Regions from separate parts of the Mus musculus genome. Here region 1 is linked to region 2. The links are chromatin contacts, called in public HiChIP or PLAC-seq maps. All regions are on one chromosome and are shown on one strand. The core of a region is the stretch at or near the end of the contact, and the rest is flanking DNA. Distances in the headings are between cores, read along the strand shown.

The links. HiChIP or PLAC-seq counts read pairs in DNA pulled down with a chosen protein or histone mark.
Region 1: an H3K4me3 HiChIP or PLAC-seq map of stem cell-derived neural progenitor cells shows a contact between it and region 2, with 11 times the contacts expected there. The contact joins the promoter of 1700071M16Rik here to the promoter of Mmut in region 2. A contact is called at or near these places in 1 of 39 promoter capture datasets (hippocampal neurons) and 1 of 115 datasets of contacts at active chromatin or transcription factors (stem cell-derived neural progenitor cells).

Annotation. Positions count from the first base shown.
Region 1 is chr17:43,589,714-43,593,781 of GRCm38.p6, reverse strand. It overlaps 1700071M16Rik (RIKEN cDNA 1700071M16 gene), which reads left to right and starts at 2,273. Exons shown (of 4, transcript NR_045445.1): 1 at 2,273-2,360; 2 at 3,905-4,009. The region is part of intron 2 of Pla2g7 (phospholipase A2, group VII (platelet-activating factor acetylhydrolase, plasma)); the gene reads right to left.
Region 2 is chr17:40,932,818-40,937,226 of GRCm38.p6, reverse strand. It overlaps Mmut (methylmalonyl-Coenzyme A mutase), which reads right to left and starts at 2,542. Exons shown (of 13, transcript NM_008650.3): 1 at 2,448-2,542; 2 at 1-183. The coding sequence starts at 143. It overlaps Cenpq (centromere protein Q), which reads left to right and starts at 2,653. Exons shown (of 9, transcript NM_031863.4): 1 at 2,653-2,844; 2 at 4,012-4,146; 3 at 4,377-4,409. The coding sequence starts at 4,048.

The DNA of each region.
Region 1 (4,068 bases), core at 1,024-3,523, 2.7 Mb before region 2:
TTTCACCAAACAGGCTTGTCTCCAAATGCTATTGCTATACAAGGTGTATGGAATATGATTTACATTTGTTTATTTTCTGTATTGAATATGAACTTCATCTCACACTTCAGATTAGTGTTTAGACTGTGTGTGTGTGTGTGTTTCGAGACAGGGTTTCTCTGTGTTGCCCTGGTTGTCCTGAAACTTACTCTGTAGACCAGGCCAGCATGCTTCCACTTCTTGTGCATTTGGTCCTGACATCTTTACACAGCATTATCAAAGCCAATGGTCCAAGATGACTCTAAACAACCATCTCCCAACCCCCTTCTCTCACTCTCTAACTGTCCAGCCCTACCCCAAATCCCAGAATCCTTTATCTTATGAATTCCAGGCTAGAACCCTGGGAGGCAAATAAATCTCTATAATTTGTTCTTAATTTGGAATAATCCGGATCCCAGACCCTGGTAGAATCAAAACTCTTAAAGCTTATAATTAGCCGATCAGATTTATGTATCAATAAAATCACAATGTACAGGATGCTAATACAATAATTTCAGAGCCAATTGATAACGATAAAAGCTTTATCCCAATTTTTTCTAACCTTATGATACCATAACTATCCGTGGCTGGTTCATGCCATGCTGGTTCATGTCTGCCTCCATTCTCCTCCCCGCTCCCATCTGCTACGTTCTCTGTCTCTGCCACTCTTGGCGCTGCCTCCCTTTTCCCTGTCCAATTACAGGCCTTCTGCTGCCCTAATGTAATTGGATAGGGAAAATCCTACAACACAGACATAATCATTTCTTCTTCAGAATCAGGAATTCCGTATGTGTGGACTATTTCACAATGGCGAGAATGATGACAGCTACTGTTCAGGCGCTGGCCCTCCTCGTGTAAACACAGCCTTTGACACACCAGGCTCAGATCGTTTTGTGGGAAGGAGGGGAGCTAAGCTGAAACACCACCAACCTCCTTTGTCCTTCATTCAAACCCACGCATGTGTTCTTTGACCTGTCCACTCCCGTTTGAAGCCCAAACCCTTCCATATCTCTGCAACGGCCCTCCTTTCTAGAGCTCAGGCAAGCCATCACTTACGTTTAGATGTTAGGCTCAAATAACAATAAATCCAGATTCCTACTTTTCCTGATACACTGAGCTGGGCCTCCGACGTCCACTTGACTGAACCGTGGGAGCCCATTACTCTGCAGCACAGGTTTTGCCAAGCTCCCAGAACTATGTAAGGTGTGGCACCAGCATCATTATCATGCATCACTGCTCAGCAAGGGTTTGAGTCTTGGCAACATTCTTATTCACATCCTCCACTGATGACTCATACATATGTGAGGTTCCAGCCCGCGACAGACTCTTTCAGTACCTAAGGCCTCCTACACAAAGATGATCCTTGTGGGCCAGCAGCATGGCTGTCACCTAGGGATTTGGAAATGCAGACTCCTGGTTCGAATTCGACAATCAAAAAGATTCAAAGTAGGCTGATTCAAGATGAAGAAATGCTGTGGCACAGCCCATATCTCTTGGCCTGCCACATTGGTAAAGCAGTGAGAGGGGGCAGTTTGATGAAAGACAGAAGGTGAAGCAGAGTGGAGCCCGGTATTGGATCCAGGTGATTCTGTTTCAGATACCAACCTATGGTGGTATGGCCTAAGCAGTTTAACTCTTCTCTCTGGTGCCCACTGGTGAAGTGGGCCATTAAAGCCCTTAACCAGCCTGCAGAGCAGCTGTGTGGGTAAAGATGGATGAAGTGAGGGTATTCATTGTGTGCTTAACACCAACTGGAGTAGGTAACTGGCAGTCAACTGCCATGACTTCCTTCCTTCTCCAGAGCTGGTGAAGTCTTGCTTCCCAGGGGCTGTCAAGTCCTTTGAAGGATTTAGCAGATCTACACAACAACTTCCACACTTCTCCAGGGACAATTCAAATTTCACAGCACTTCCTCAAAGGTGTGGATTTTTTTTTTTTTTAATTACAGAAGGTTCTGCTCTCGTTTCAGATTATCTGTGGAGTCAGCCTTGGTGTAACTGGGAGGTGACATGTCTAGAGAGTAGCAGGGTAGACACCACCTTCTGTCTTTCCTTCTGTAGTTGGCAGCCAGTGAGCAGCTGTGTCCCCACACATAGGCAGCAAGGTCAGAGCTAGACCAGGGGGAGAACTTTGGCTCTCACAGCTCAGGTTGGAACCCCAGAGACCTCTTAGCTACCTTGGAGACCCTAACCTATCAGCAGAGTTCCAGAACATCCGCAAGTGGATCTCCCCTCCTATGAGATCGTAATTCCACAGAAACCAAGGGAACCTCTTCTAATAACCTGTGGCTCTCCAACTTCTCTACTTTAGGAACCTGTTCACCTGGAATTTAGGAGTCACAGGTACCACTCTGGGTACAGAAAAGGAGGAGCATCTTGCAATTTGCACATCACACGAATCTGCATCTCCATCTATCCATCTATCTGAAATCATCATAAGGAAAAAGAGGCGGATCAGACCAACTATAGCTTGGTCTGTGCTATAGTTTGTGGCTCAGAGTTCATCTTTTCTTAATCCTCTTCAACTTTATGTGAATGGGAACTTTGAACCCTGTAGGACGCTACTTGGTATATCTAGGAAATATAGCAATTCAGGTTACAATTTATTTAATTTGTGAGTGTGCGGGTTTGTGTTAAAAGCACACGTGTGTCTCTGAGTGTCAAATATTCCCGAGTCTTGAGATGTATACATTCTAGAAGAAAAACACATTCTTTTTAAAGTACTTTTACAGTCCTTCCTCAGCATGCGAAGTATCTCATATTTGTAAGCCTTTTAAGGCCCAGCAGCACATGCCTTTAATACCAGTGCTAGTGAATAGGAGACAACAGGATAAATAATTCAAGGCCACCCTTTGCTACATTGTGAGTTAGAGGTCAGCCAGGGCTACATGAGATTGTCTCAGACAACCGAAAGAAGGGTATGGGGAGAGCGCTTGCTGCATGAACATGGAGAGCTGAGTTTAAATCTGCTGCATCACATAAAATCTTAGGCATGGCTGCACAGAGATGAAACCCCGGGTCCTTTCATGTGTAGACAGAAGGGCTTCTCAGGCTTGCTGGCTGTCAGCCTAATTTCAAGTTCAATGAGAGACCTTGTCTCAGGGGAATACGGTAGAAAGTAATAGAACAGGACAGTGGACACTTTTCTCTGCCTTCCACCTGTGTATACAAGCGTGGACACTCACATATACATATGCACTTATAACACAAACCCACACACTCACTAATTAAATAAGTTATACCCCAAATAGCTATATTTTTCTATTATTCATTTAATAGATTATAAAGAACAATTATCTATTGTTTTGAAGTATTAATTATAACTTTTAAAATATTCACGTAGCCACTTCTGAACAGCTAGACTGAGTATAGCATAGGGTTAACACAAGACCAAGGGCATGTTTAAACAACCCAGTGATGTTTAAAAATCAGAGGGTAAAAAACCACGTCTTTAAATTTTCACCCTGCACCAATAAGAGTCAATAATATAAAATGTACCCTGGAAGATAATGGACCCATTGTGTGACCTGTTTCCAACCCCTGATGATACAGTTTAGAAAGATGAACTTCTTCATTTCAAGTAGGTCACAGGTTCTCTGATGACAAGGTCCAGCACCTCAGTCACCACCGTATCCATGGCGCTTTCCCTTCCTGGGAAGTATTGAGGGATGAATGGACCTCTGAAATATTCTTCAATTACCTGTGTAAATATCAACATAAGGCCCAGCCCTTTCCTATTGATTAGTCCATTTCCTCAAATATCAAGTAGGGCAAAGGTTATGCTAGTGATGATGAGTTACGCAAGCCCTTTTGGAGATGCTGTGGTAAAGAGTTACTCAACAAACCCAGCAAGTATCTGGAGTGAGTACATCTATCCTCGTGTGCAGATCTGTGGGTATAGACAGTGTGAGATCATCCTCAAGTTACCTGCTGTGCTCTCCAAAGGACACAGACTGAGACCCATGTGCGTCACCGCTCTTTAAGATGAACAGGTAGGTATTCACAATGCTCCAGAAGGAATGTCCTTGCAACATAGGCCCTTCTTGGTGGC
Region 2 (4,409 bases), core at 1,293-3,792:
TGCTTTTTGGCCAGTACAGCCCATTCTGGGTGAAGGGGTTGCTGCTGGTGTAGAAGGCGTTTCCATCTGGAAGCTGATGGAATGTTTAGCTGCTTCAGGTAATGGGGCGATAGCAAAAAAAGTTGATTCTTAGCTCTCAACATGGTGAAGCATGAATACTCCCAAAAGGAAATGAGAACGGTCCTAGAAAAATAAAGAGAACAATACACAAACATTTAAAAGTGTGAAGAAAAGTGAGAGCTTTCAATAAGTAGGGAACAAAAAGAAGGAATATTGTCCTGTTTCATTTTTCTTCCCTTTTCTGGTCGTGTGCCGGATATAACACTTACTCTTGTTCTTCTACCTACAGTCTCCTTACTTCATGGCCTCTTGGCTGGTCTTACTGACCAGTGTTAGCCCCCTGAAACCCATTCTATACTCATAAAATGCAAATCTGACTATACCATACTCTCTGCAAAATTTCTGCCAGGTTACATTTTTTTTTTGTTGTTTTTTGTTGGTTTTTTGTTTGTTTGTTTTGTTTTTCGAGACAGGGTTTCTCTGTGTAGCCCTGGCTGTCCTAGAACTCACTCTGTAGACCAGGCTGGCCTCGAACTCAGAAATTTGCCTGCCTCTGCCTCCCAAGTACTGGGATTAAAGGTGTGCGCCACCATGCCTGACTTTTTTTTTTTTTTACATTTTTTTTGAGGGGCTGGGTTACATTATGTGGTAGATTGGAACTTAATATTTCAATTAATTTGCATTCAAAACCCATTTATAGATTATCTAGCTTATAGTAGACTTTATATTGGTGTATGGAGAAAATACAGTATAAGACAAGCAGGCAACCAAAGTATCTATGATCTGGTCTCTGTAGCTGTCAAACTTATTTCTGTCTTGGCCAATTTTACATTTTCATGTACTAGAAATCCTAGAAAATCATAGTTCACTGCACTTGCCATTTACCCACACAGAAAGCAGCAAACTGCCTCAATTACTTGATACTTAAGTATCACACAACCTCAACATGTAGAGCCTTAAGATTTTGTAAAAAAGAAAAAAAGAAAATCAGATACAGATTTCTTTAATACAGCTGCCTAGCCAGGTGCTTTACACAGCATTGGACAGTGGGAGTTTAAAACTCTATTTTTCATATAATTTCTGACCTATCAACTTAGTGAAGCCTTGATGACTATTGAATACTTATTATGGATCACCAAACAAGCCGCATAAGCCACTCATCGCAATACTGTTCTAATTACTTTACAATGTAAACTTTCAAAACAGGAAACGTCTCAGATATGCTAGCCCCTTAAACTGGGTAACATCCATTCTGGGAAGGCTTCTATTGTGAGAGATAGAATAGGAATTCTCTGCTGTTTATTTGCATTAGAGAATCTGAAACATAAACATCCACAGTTAGAATACGTGTGTTACAATATAAACAAACGAATGAATTGAATGGAACTACTATATTCCATATTGAAACTTACTGGAGTATTCATTTATGACAGCACAGAAAAGAAAAAGGAAGCCTTTATTGGACATAAATTACATGATGTATTATGTCTGTGGAAACTAGCACTCTGTGCAATTACTGTTGTTGTGAGCTTTCTCTAAATATTTTGTAATTAATTTGAAAGTTATAGTAACACCTCAGAAGAGCTAGCCCCTCACACTGTTCAATATACATAGGTGGTGACTATACAAGGCAAGAAAATTAACAGCATAAAGGAACTGTTAGCCCAAAGCAACTGTTCTCAACCTGTGGGTCATAACTCCTTGGCAAACCTCCATCTTCAAAAATATTCAATTTACGATTCATAAAAGTGTCAAAATTACAGTTACAATGTAGCAACAAAAATAATTTTATGGTTGGGGGTCACCACTGTACTGAAGGGTCTTGGCATTAAGAGGGTTGAGAACGACTGGCCTAAAAAATAACTAAGCACAAAACTATGTTGGAAGAAAATCAGCAGGCGGTTGAAAATTACACGCATGTGTCACGCTCTCAATGGCAAAACGGAGAAGTTAGGCTATGTGTTTTGTTTTGTTTTTTAAATCAGGTTAGACGCGCCTTTCCTTTTCATCTTTTCCTTCTGTCACCTAACTTTCTGTCTTACTACCTCTAGCAAAAACACCCTAGAAACCACATGAGCTTGTGAACCTCTAACAAGTAACCTCTGCTCTGCGCGTGCGTGGGAAACCAGGGACGCACAGCGACAAGACTAGCACGCTGTTGAAAGGCATTTTGCAGCGGTGACCTCCGAATTCCACCAGCCTGGCGGGAAATGAGAACCCAGTCAGTCACCATCTATATTTCAGGAGCAAGCAGGGGCGGCTTCCTATCACAGAAAATCCGTGAAGAAGAAGGAAAGGACAGCAAGATAGATAGGTGGAGCAGATGAAGCCAATAAGAGAAGAATCCTGCAAGCCTGACGTGCTCCACAGCGCACGGGCTTACTCACAGTGTTTGGGGATCACCCGGACCAAGCCCGGACTTCAGAACCGAACCCAGACGCCGGGGTCACACCCGCTCGCCGCAGGAGCTCGGCAGCCAATCAAATCAGGGGGCGTAGCCAACACCGCCCTCGGATTAGCCAATCCAATCCGGACATTGCGGGCGCGCGTCTGATGACGTAAAGACATACGCTCCGCAGGCCGGCCTTCTCTACACAAGTGTGTTTGCGTTCCTCACTGACGCTTCCGGTTCCCAGATCCTGGAAGTTCTCCGTCTTTTCCGGTTGTTTGGGCGGATTAAGTCAGAAGCGCGCCTTTTGAATCCGTGAAGCAACTGTGAAGAGTCGAGGAAGCGATAAAGCGGCTGACAGATCCAGGGGATAATTTGAGCCTCACGCGTTTGTGGTAAAACTCCGTTTTGTTTTGTTTTGTTTTGTTTTTAAGGGGCAATGTCTAATGTCTGAATAGGTCTCTGCCATTTAGGGCAACTGTTTGAGATAACCCCAGAGTGGAGTGAAAATATTGATCTTCCCTCTCTAGTCCCCCTGACCCTCCCGGTCTTGGTTCCTGAATCTCTGTACCTCGTCCTGGAGCGACGGACAGAGTAGCCCAAGTTCACTCTCGTTAGTGGTTCGCAGATGAACAGCTTAAGTTGAGATAAGTCGGTTTAAACTAGTTTCAGTAAACCGGCCAAGAAAACAACAAGCAAACCGAAGCGGAGCGCCTTTTTCCACTCCTCCCATAAGGATTCGATCTAGTCTGAACGGGCTGATTCATAAAGAAAAAAAAAAAAATGTTCTTTGAGCTGTCACGCCGTCCGACTTTACGCTGGTTTCATTTAAGCACTTTATTTCTCTTCGTCTTGGCTAATTAATCCAAAGATATCCCCACAGCTGCCCACAAGTCATTTGATTGCATTTAGTATATCTCATACATAATAATTGTAGTCATAGCGGTGTCTACCAACCCACTGTTAAGCTATGATTTCCTGTGGATCTGGGAACAGTAAGGAATTTTTATCTTCTATCTTAATTTTTCTTTTCTTTTCTTTCTTTCTTTCTTTCTTTTTTTTTTTTTAAATTAACACAAGTTGAGTGGTCCCAACAGGTAGAAATCATGACCCTGGTTTCGATACTTACAATGTCTGTCTCATGATTCAATGTAGGCGTTTTCTGTATTACATCCTGCCATATATGTTGTTTAGCTTGGTGTTTTGGGGGGATTCCTAAAGGTTGGAGTAGGAGAATCTCCTGCTCTTTTGCCATCTCTTGGAAGACCCTTTTCCTCATTTCTGGGTTGCATTATCCAGCCTTGATATGATGGTTTGTGCCTAGTCTGATTACATCTTATTACCTCATGTTTGGTTGATGTCGCTGGGAGCCCTGTTGTTTTATGAAAGGAAACGCAGAAGCAGTGGTTTGGGGAAAGAAAAGGGACCCATGACTTGAGGAGTGGGAGAGGAAACTATGGTCAGATGTATTGCATGAGAGAAGAATAAATTTTTTAAAAATTTATGTACTCTTTTCAACAAAAATTATATTTATATTATAATTATATTTTTCACCTTTGCAGACTATGTATCGTTGTGATTATACTGTTTAGATGAAAATGTCTGGTAAAGCACGTGCTTCTAGGAAAAAACCTCAACAGGTGAAAAGAAGTTTGAAACAAAGAGCCAATAAGGAAGCGGATTTGCCAGAGAATGAGGTAAGATCTCTTTCTTTCAGATCTCTTTAATTAGAAATATCTATTTCCCTTCAAAGGGCTAAAAGTCAGTTTTACTACACATTGTAATTCATATCACAAACTTTAGTGCATTCTTTGTTTATCATATCTACAATACTTTTTTCTACCTCCTGGAAGGTATAGTATTTGTATACATGGAGTATGTGTTGCAAAACCATCTTTTTATCTGTTGTTTGTTTGTATGACTCTAGGTTGGAAACACAGCAAAAAGAAACAGAAGTCAT